2 separate regions of the Ovis aries genome follow, and region 2 is linked to region 1. Evidence: chromatin contacts called from public Hi-C data. All regions are on one chromosome and are shown on one strand. Each heading gives the region's core, a stretch centred on a gene start, on an enhancer-like site or on the middle of the called end of the contact. The rest is flanking DNA. Distances are from core to core; before and after follow the strand shown. Region 1 has its middle 65 kb from the start of GEM. Region 2 holds the start of GEM (GTP binding protein overexpressed in skeletal muscle).

What was found. Hi-C and Micro-C count contacts between places; a contact is called where the count stands out from the background.
Region 2: a contact with region 1 is called in a Hi-C map of tail adipose tissue, with 4 times the contacts expected there. The contact joins the promoter of GEM here to the enhancer-like site in region 1. A contact is called at or near these places in 4 of 16 Hi-C or Micro-C datasets (omental adipose tissue, skin fibroblasts and tail adipose tissue).

What each region holds. Positions count from the first base shown.
Region 1 is chr9:82,899,840-82,904,161 of ARS-UI_Ramb_v3.0, forward strand. No RefSeq gene overlaps it. Among named protein-coding and RNA genes, the nearest start is that of GEM, 65 kb to the right of the region's middle. Within about 2 kb of position 1,377, at least 6 of the 54 cell types and tissues checked have an H3K27ac peak or open chromatin away from gene starts, as enhancers often do. A contact at or near this core is called in tail adipose tissue, where this site is marked.
Region 2 is chr9:82,964,988-82,968,783 of ARS-UI_Ramb_v3.0, forward strand. It overlaps GEM (GTP binding protein overexpressed in skeletal muscle), which reads left to right and starts at 2,479. Exons shown (of 5, transcript XM_027973224.2): 1 at 2,479-2,547.

The sequences.
Region 1 (4,322 bases), core at 127-2,626:
CTGAGCGTGCACTCAGAATGTCATGTCACCTAGGTCACAGCTGAAGTTTCCAGCGTGCATGGAGAAGTTCTGCATTCTGTATTCTTTTTTGTTGGTTTGTTAGCTTAACCCTGAATAAATACTATGTTTGTTCAATTTACATAACTTTGTAATAAATCTTGACATATGAATGGAAAGCTCACCCATTTTGCTTAAAATTTGTACTGACTTGTTTTTGGTGTTCTGCTCTTTTCCATTAATTTTAGTTTTTGCTTATAAAGCTACATATAGCCATTGACATTGTTTTTTAGTTATTCATTCTCTATTTAGTCCATTTTAATGGTAATACAAATGTCTTAAGAAAAAATGGAAAAGATTTTATCACTCTGGAAAATCACTATAATTTTTTAATATTGGTAGGTAGCCTGGTTATATCTTCTTGGCTGGGACAGTTTCTTCTCTCTGTCTCCCTCCCTCTGTATGCTTGTCCCTGACCCTGTTTTCTTCTTTTTGCATCAATCTTTGAACATTTTCTAATAACTCAGACTCTTTATTAATTACATTAAGAAACCCCAATTTGCAGCTACTTAAATACAGTCTTTCTGAAAAATGGCCCACATCTGTTTTTATTCCCAAATCCTTGTTGAATGTTTTGTTCTTTTGAGCTGACACCTTAGGCTTAGTTTTGTGCCTAAGTTTTTCCAAATCTTCAGTAAAACAATGTCAATGGTTCTGAGATTTCTTACATCTTGGAGGAACGTTTACTTGTTTTCTCTGGAGAGTAAAATAAGTTTCTTCTTATCTGAGATGCTATGATTCCGTTGTTTCTTGGGCTGTAAGTAGGGGGGCCTGGCGTGCTGCAATTCATGGGGTCGCAAAGAGTCGGACACGACTGAGAGACTGAACTGAACTGAACTGATCTGAGAACTGCTAGCTGGACACAAAATTGCCATAAAACAGCACAGGATTTTCTACTTTGCTTAAAGTGCCGATGGGATCATTTCGTGTTTTAGGTTTTCAGGATGGGTCAGCATTATTTTCTATCTCAGTAAATTAAAAAAAAAAAATGCAACTGTAACTGATGTTTGGAGTACACTTTTATAATGTAGATAAAAATCCATGGAAACTTGGAAACATAAACATATCCTGGCAAGATGATTTTAGACAATACCAAACTTGAATTGTGGGGATAGAGTGGAGAGGAGGGTGTTCTTTGAAGGAGATAAGCCCTTCTCCTGGGATTCAGAGCTTCATCTGCTTCTGCTCAGAACACGAAGTGCTCTGATGATTAGATTGGATCAGGTTCTTTCTGTCTCAGAGATGATTCCGGGTGTCTCCCTTGGAACGAATCCCCAGCAGCCAGAACAGAATCCAGTGTCCTCCTGGCAGCACTGCCACGGTGTATTTCTTCACCGCTGACTCAGAGATTTCAGAGTGCTTTGCCATCAACTGCAGTTTGCCATGCCCCATGGCTGTGAGCAGAAATCTTGATCAACAGAAATCTCTTTACTTGAGCCGGCAGAGCTGATTAACTTATACCTGTGTAAATAACTCTGATGGTTCCCAGACTGGGGAAACCTCTCCTATGAGTGAAATAATGGGACTTAAATTTATTGTCGATAAATCGGCTGCTTGCCCCTTTTTCCATACTAGACCCTGTGAAAGACGTGCTATTCCATGTGATATCTGAGTCTTCTCTGTTCAACCCATCCTGTTCCTTTCACCAGCCTGCCTAGTTACGAGTGCATTCACGTGTCTTCATTCTTTAATGACTGATCACCTGGGTCTTTTTCCTCAACATTACTTCTGCCCCGGTACCTGTTTATACCACCTTTTTGTTTTTAAAATTATGAAATACTTTAAACATACAAAAAAGGTATATAGTACAATTTAGTAGTAGCTACCTCTACATATCACACAGCTTTCACTATCATAACATTTTGCTGGGTCTCTTTAGATGTTTTTTCATTAAGAAATAAAATCTACATTAAAAAATAGAAATGAATTTTTAAAAAGAGAAACAAAATCCAACAAATACAGTGAACCCTGCTCTGACCTCATTCCTCTTCTCAGAAATGATTGATATCCAGAATTTTTCCATAAAGTTTTTTTAAGTATTGTTTTGTGGGCTATAAAACTTTAAGTGTTGTAGCACTGTGAGTATTCTTTCAATCTATTCCTCCTACTCTACATATTTAAAAAAAATTATCCATGCTGATACAAGTTGCTCTGGTTTCTCACTGTAATTGCTGAGTGATATTCATAGAGTAAACATATCACTATTCGTTGTTTATCCTATGATGAACAGGTAGGTTGTTTCTATTTTTTTTCCCTCTATAAACAAGCTCCCAAACTTATTTTTGCTCATGTCTCTTTAGATACCTGAGCAAGACTTTGTCTAAAAGATGGAGTTGCTCAGCTATAAGCTATTCCATCCTTATGGAAAAATTACTCTCCAAGTGGTTTTTGCCAGTCTCTGTGGAATTGAAATTGTATCTCAGTGAAATTGTATTTAACTACAGGTGGAATTGAATATATGGTCATATTTTAATTGACTATTTCCGCTGATAATTGTCCACTTTAAACACTGAACTTTCTGTTTTACTTGTTTTTATGAACCTTTAACATATTCTGAACACTAATCTTGTGCAGTTGCATGTCAAATTATCTTCTTTGAAGTAGTTTGTATTGTCATTTTGTTACTAGAATGCTTTGATGTGAGCTTTCCGAGTGGCTCAGTGGTAAAGAATGCATCTGCTCTGCAGGAGACACAGGAGATGTGGGTTCAGTCCCTGGCTCAGGAAGATTCCCTGGAGGAGAGCATGGCAACCCACTCCAGTATTCTTACCTGGAGAATCCCGTGGACAGAGGAGCCTGGTGGGCTACAGTCCATAGGGTTGCAAAGAGTCAGACACAACTGAAGCGACTTAGCACATGCTTTGATGTACAGAGGTTTTTGGTTTCTTTTTTTTTTTTTTAACTTTGCATCATTTAGCTCAATAAGTATTTTTTATTTTATTTTTAAATTTATTGGAATATAGTTAAATCACAATGTTGTGTTAGTTTTAGCTGTTTCAGCAAAGTGATTCGGTTGTACAGAGGTTTTTAAATTCAATCTTTCCTTATGACTTCTTGTATTTTGGTTAAAAAATCCTTCTTTACCCGAAAGTCATGAATATATTCTTCCATATTTTAGTGTAAAAGCTTTAACATTTTCCTTTTCACATTTGAAGCGTTTAATCTACCTGGAATTTGTTTTTATATATGCTGTTTAATCAGGGTCTAGGCTTTTTTCCCCTCTTAAGGATCACTGCTTATTCCAATACTGTTTACATGTTAGTTGATAATTTCCCCATGATTTTTAGTGCTGTCTTTGAAAATATCAAGTTTTTATATTTATGATTCTGTTTCTGTGATAGCTCATGGATATACTTGGCTGTCCTTGTCCTAAGCGCTATTAATCACTACAGCTTAATACTCAGATGTGTACTTCAGAATGCTGTGGCTACTTCTGGCCCTTTTCTTTTCCTATAAATTTCTGAATTAGCTGTCAAGATGCAGAGAACAGTCTTGGTATTTTGATTGGGTTTGCACTAACTTTCCTAGATTCATTTTGGAAGACTTGCTCTCTTGAAGATATGGGGGCTCCCCACCTATGAATATCATCAATCTGTTTCCATTTATTTAATCCTTCAATTGTGTTTTGTATCATTTGGTATTGTTTTATAGCCTTTTCCACAGAAATATTGCACACAAATGATAGATTTAGTCCTTGGTATGCGTGCATGCTTAGTTGCTCAGTTGTGTCTGACTCTGTGCGACCCCTTGGACTGTAGTCCACCAGGCTCCTCTGTCCGTGGGATTTCCCAGGCAAGAATACTGGAGTGGGGTGCCATTTCTTACTCCAGAGGATCTTCCTGACCCAGGGATTGAACTTGCGTCTCTTGCATTGGCAGGCGGATTCTCTACTGCTGTGCCACCTGGGAAGCCCAGTTCCTGTTATAGGTGGTATTTATTTTTTTGTGGAAAACATATTAAAAATTGCTCTGGCTGCTTGTTTGTTACCGGTGCATGGAAAGGTCATTGCTTCAGGCCTGTTGATCTTGCTGAACTCTAATGGTCTATAAGTTCTGTTGGCTTGTCTGTGGACATATCATCTGGTAGTGACAGTTTTGTTATTCATTTGTAGCCTTTATATTACTTTTTCTTGTTTTACAATGTCTCCCAGTACAATGGAGGATAGAATCAGTAATAACAGACATTCTTCATATTTCCTACTTTAAAGAGAATAGACCTAACATTTACCATCAAGTAGGATGTTTGATATAAGAATCTGGTTGATC
Region 2 (3,796 bases), core at 1,229-3,728, 66 kb after region 1:
CTGCAGTCCATGGGGTCACTAAGAGTCGGACACGACTGAGCGACTTCATTTTCACTTTTCGCTTTCATGCATTGGAGAAGGAAATGGCAACCCACTCCAGTGTTCTTGCCTGGAGAATCCCAGGGACAGAGGAGCCTGGTGGGCTGCCGTCTATGGAGTCGCACAGAGTCGGACACGACTGAACCGACTTAGCATGCATGTATGCATGCATTGGAGAAGGAAATGGCAACTCACTCCAGTATCCTTATCTGGAGAATCCCAGGGACAGAGGAGCCTGGTGGGCTGCCATCTATGGGGTCACACAGAGTTGGACACGACTAAAGTGACTTAGCAGCAGCAGCAATGGGAAAAAGTCGAACTGAGAGGCTACATGATCTGCTTATATACTCTGATTTACACATAGTGTTTTTGCTGGCTTCCCTGATGGCTCAGTTGGTAACGAATCTGCCTGCAACACAGGAGATTCCTGGGTTATGCAGGAGACCCCGCTTTGATTCCTGGGTTGGGAAGATCCCCTGGAGAAGGGATAGGCAACCTACTCCAGTATTCTTGGATTTCCCTTGTGGCTCAGCTGGTAAAGAATCTGCCTGCAATGCAGGAGACCTGGGTTTGATCCCTGGATTGGGAAGATCCCTGGAGAAGGGAAAGGCTACTCACTCCAGTATTCTGGCCTGGAGAATTAATAGTCCATGGGATAGCAAAGAGTCCGACAGGACTGAGTGACTTTGTTAAGATCAGTTGACAGAGTCAGCTCAGCATAAAAAAGCACAGATAATTCTGAAATACAGATAATTCATAGATTACCTTTTGGATGGTCTCCTCCCCTTCTTCTCTCTCTCTGTTCTTCCCTGACCCCCTACTCTTCTCTTTTTACCACGTCTGTAGCCATCCTCTTCCTGGCTGAGCCCAGAAGGAAAACTCGATGGAAATGAAGGGACCCATCCAGGAAATTGTGACCCTCAGGCTCTGGTTGCAGCACTGCCAGTTACTGCCTGAGTGGTAGTCATCCCCCTGGGTATCAGCTTCCTCACATATAAAATGAGGAGGTTGGGCCCAGGGCACCTGGGACCAAGAGAGCTCTGGGTTGCCATTCCATCTTTGCCAGCGTGGGGCCTGGCATGTCTCAGCAGCTGGTCACTTGGATAATCCCCAGAGCATGAAAATGCTGCAGAGTAACAGAGAACAGACTCTGTTCACAGCAGGGTCCAGCCACTTGAATAGATGCTGGTGCCTCTGGCTGTTTTCCGGGGCCACCAGCCCATCCAGAGATGCAGCTGGCTGGAAAAGCAGATGGGTGTGTTGGAAAGGCCAGTGTCACCTCCAAACACAGTGTCTGGGAAATGCCCGTGGCCTGCCAAAGAGGTCACTGAATCCCTCCAGCTGGGGGCACAGTGCAAAGAGCCAGGCAAGCGGAGCTTCAAGTCCTGATGCTGCCACATACATGAGCTGCGTGACCTTGGGCAAGCTCTCTGACTTTGGGGGTCATTTTCCTCCTCCATATAATGGGAGCAGCAGTATCTTCACCTTGCAGAATTGTAGTAAAGTTTGAGATACTGCAGAGGTCTAACAGTACCTACTAAATATAGGAACTCAGAGACACTCAGTAAATGATAGAAGTGACTGTTTCTGTTATCTTGTGCCCTTTTTTCACAGGCATCATTCTTGGGACTGGAACCCAGGCTAAGGCTCCTCGCATGGCCAGAGGCCCTGGCCCCACGGCCAGGACCGGCCATGCCAGGGAGCCTGGTACAGGAGATGCTACTAGTCGGGATGCTGATTAAATTCCCTGATCCAGGAGCCTCAGCGTCCTGGTCCAGGGCAGGAGGGCTAGCCACATTGAGCACAGTCTGCTTGGATCCCTACTTAAGCTATTTTTTCAAGACCTTTTCAAGGTCTTGCCCCCTTGCCCCACCTTCCTCTGGCCCCTTTTCTCTGGGTCCCGGTCAGAGAAGGGAGACAAGCAGTGTGGGTATCCCCTCCTTCCCTCATTCACCGGGAAGGCGACAGGAGCGGGCAGAGGCCGTTTTCCTTGCAGAAGATGCGGCTGACACAAGCCCCGAACACTTCCATGGGGCTGTAGCCCCCTGTTTTGTTTTGTTTTTGTTTTTTCTTTTGGCGAAACTGGGTTTCCAATCCCAACCTGCCTCTTCCTCCATCCTTCATCCGGACAGCTCGCGAACTGTTTTGCTGGAAAGTGCAATTAAGGGGCACTTCGTGTTTTGTCTGCCCCCTTCCAGCGTCCGCCTGGTCAAAAGAACAAACCAGAATAAAGGAAGCCGGGATTCAACTGTCGTTATTTTTTTTTAAAAGGGGAGAGAGGCGGGGGTCACATGACGGCGAGTCACCGATTTGGCGAAGGGGCTGCCCCTCGGGGCTTGCTGCAGAGCCGCCCGGCCCCCAAACCCCGGGCGGGGGCGCTGACGTCACGGCAGAGCCCGGGCCGCGCGCGTATAAACCGCGGGGCGCGGGCGCGGGCGCACCCGGCGCAGTCACCCCGCGATCGGCCGCCCGCATCGCGGCGCGCGTCCGCTCTCAGCCGCACCCCCGGTAAGGCGAGCAGCCCGCGGCGGGGAGCGGGGTCCTCCGGAGAGGCGCGGGGGGCAGGACTGGGGGAAGGGGTGGGCGTCCGCAGCCCGCGGAGAACTTTCCAAGTGGGGAAAAGAACCTTCCGGACCTGCTGTCCGGCGCGGTGGTCTTTCGATCGGGGGTCGGGGGGGTGAGGGGTGTTGCAGAGTTTAAGGGGCGAAGGATGCCATTCGGCGGTGGCGGGTTGCTTTCGTGCAGTTCAGTTGGAGGGTCATCTCCTCCTCCAGACTGTGGTCGGAGGACAGCCGTCAGGGATACTTCAGGCACTGGTTGTTTGAAGAGTCGGCCTACCGGAGGCGCTGCTTGTAAGATTAAAAAAAAACAAACCTACAAACCGATCGGTCATCAGGGTCATCGAGGTGAGGGTCGCGGCTAGGGTCATCGACGTGTTGGGGTTCTGGGGAGTGCGTGCGGGAAGGGGAGGGTCTCTCGCTCACCGGTGCATCTTGCTGCTGAAAATGAGATTGCTTCTGCTTTCTGTCTGAGAGTCTGGGAGTCCAGACCACCGGGCAAGGGGAGGCAGTCTTGAGAAAGGCCAAGCTGTAGCCACGTTGTTGAATGTCTTTCTGGAGGGAGTCTTGGACCTGATTGGCTTCAGGAAGGTGGAAATCCGAGCTGATGGAAAGGAACTCTTGGAGTGGACAGAGTTTAAAAAGAGTGAAGCACTGTCTCTGCAAGTTTGACAGCTCTGAACGTGAGCAGGTCCTCTCCCTGCCAGAAGGACAAGGCAGAGGGATGGGTTAAATGTGATATCTGTGGGCAGGGGGCAGAAGTGAGGCATATACCTATTGCAGAAATTCTTCTCCCCCTCAAATAAGAGCATATTCAGGCATCAGGGCAACTTTACTAAACATGGAAGTTCCAATCAGCCCTGGTCCAATCCAGCCGGGGGGGATGATGTCATTGTCACGTGTTCCCCACTGAGGCATAAAAGCCTGCTGGGTGCTGCTGCTACTTAAGTGCCATGTTTAGACATCAGCGGCTAACCTGGCCAGCTGGTCCCCAGCTGCATTAACTTGTTGCTTTTCAAGCCTTCTCTAGAGGCTCTTCGTGCCTTCTGGCTGCCTCTGTGCCCGCTCTGAGTGGGGAATCCCCAGGCTTCCTTGAGGATGGAGGAAGCCCCAGGGCAGTGGGCGATATTAACGGTACCTTTTCCTCTTTGCAAATGACAGTCTCCCTGAGGAGCTGCTGTGTGTGTGTGTGTGTGTGT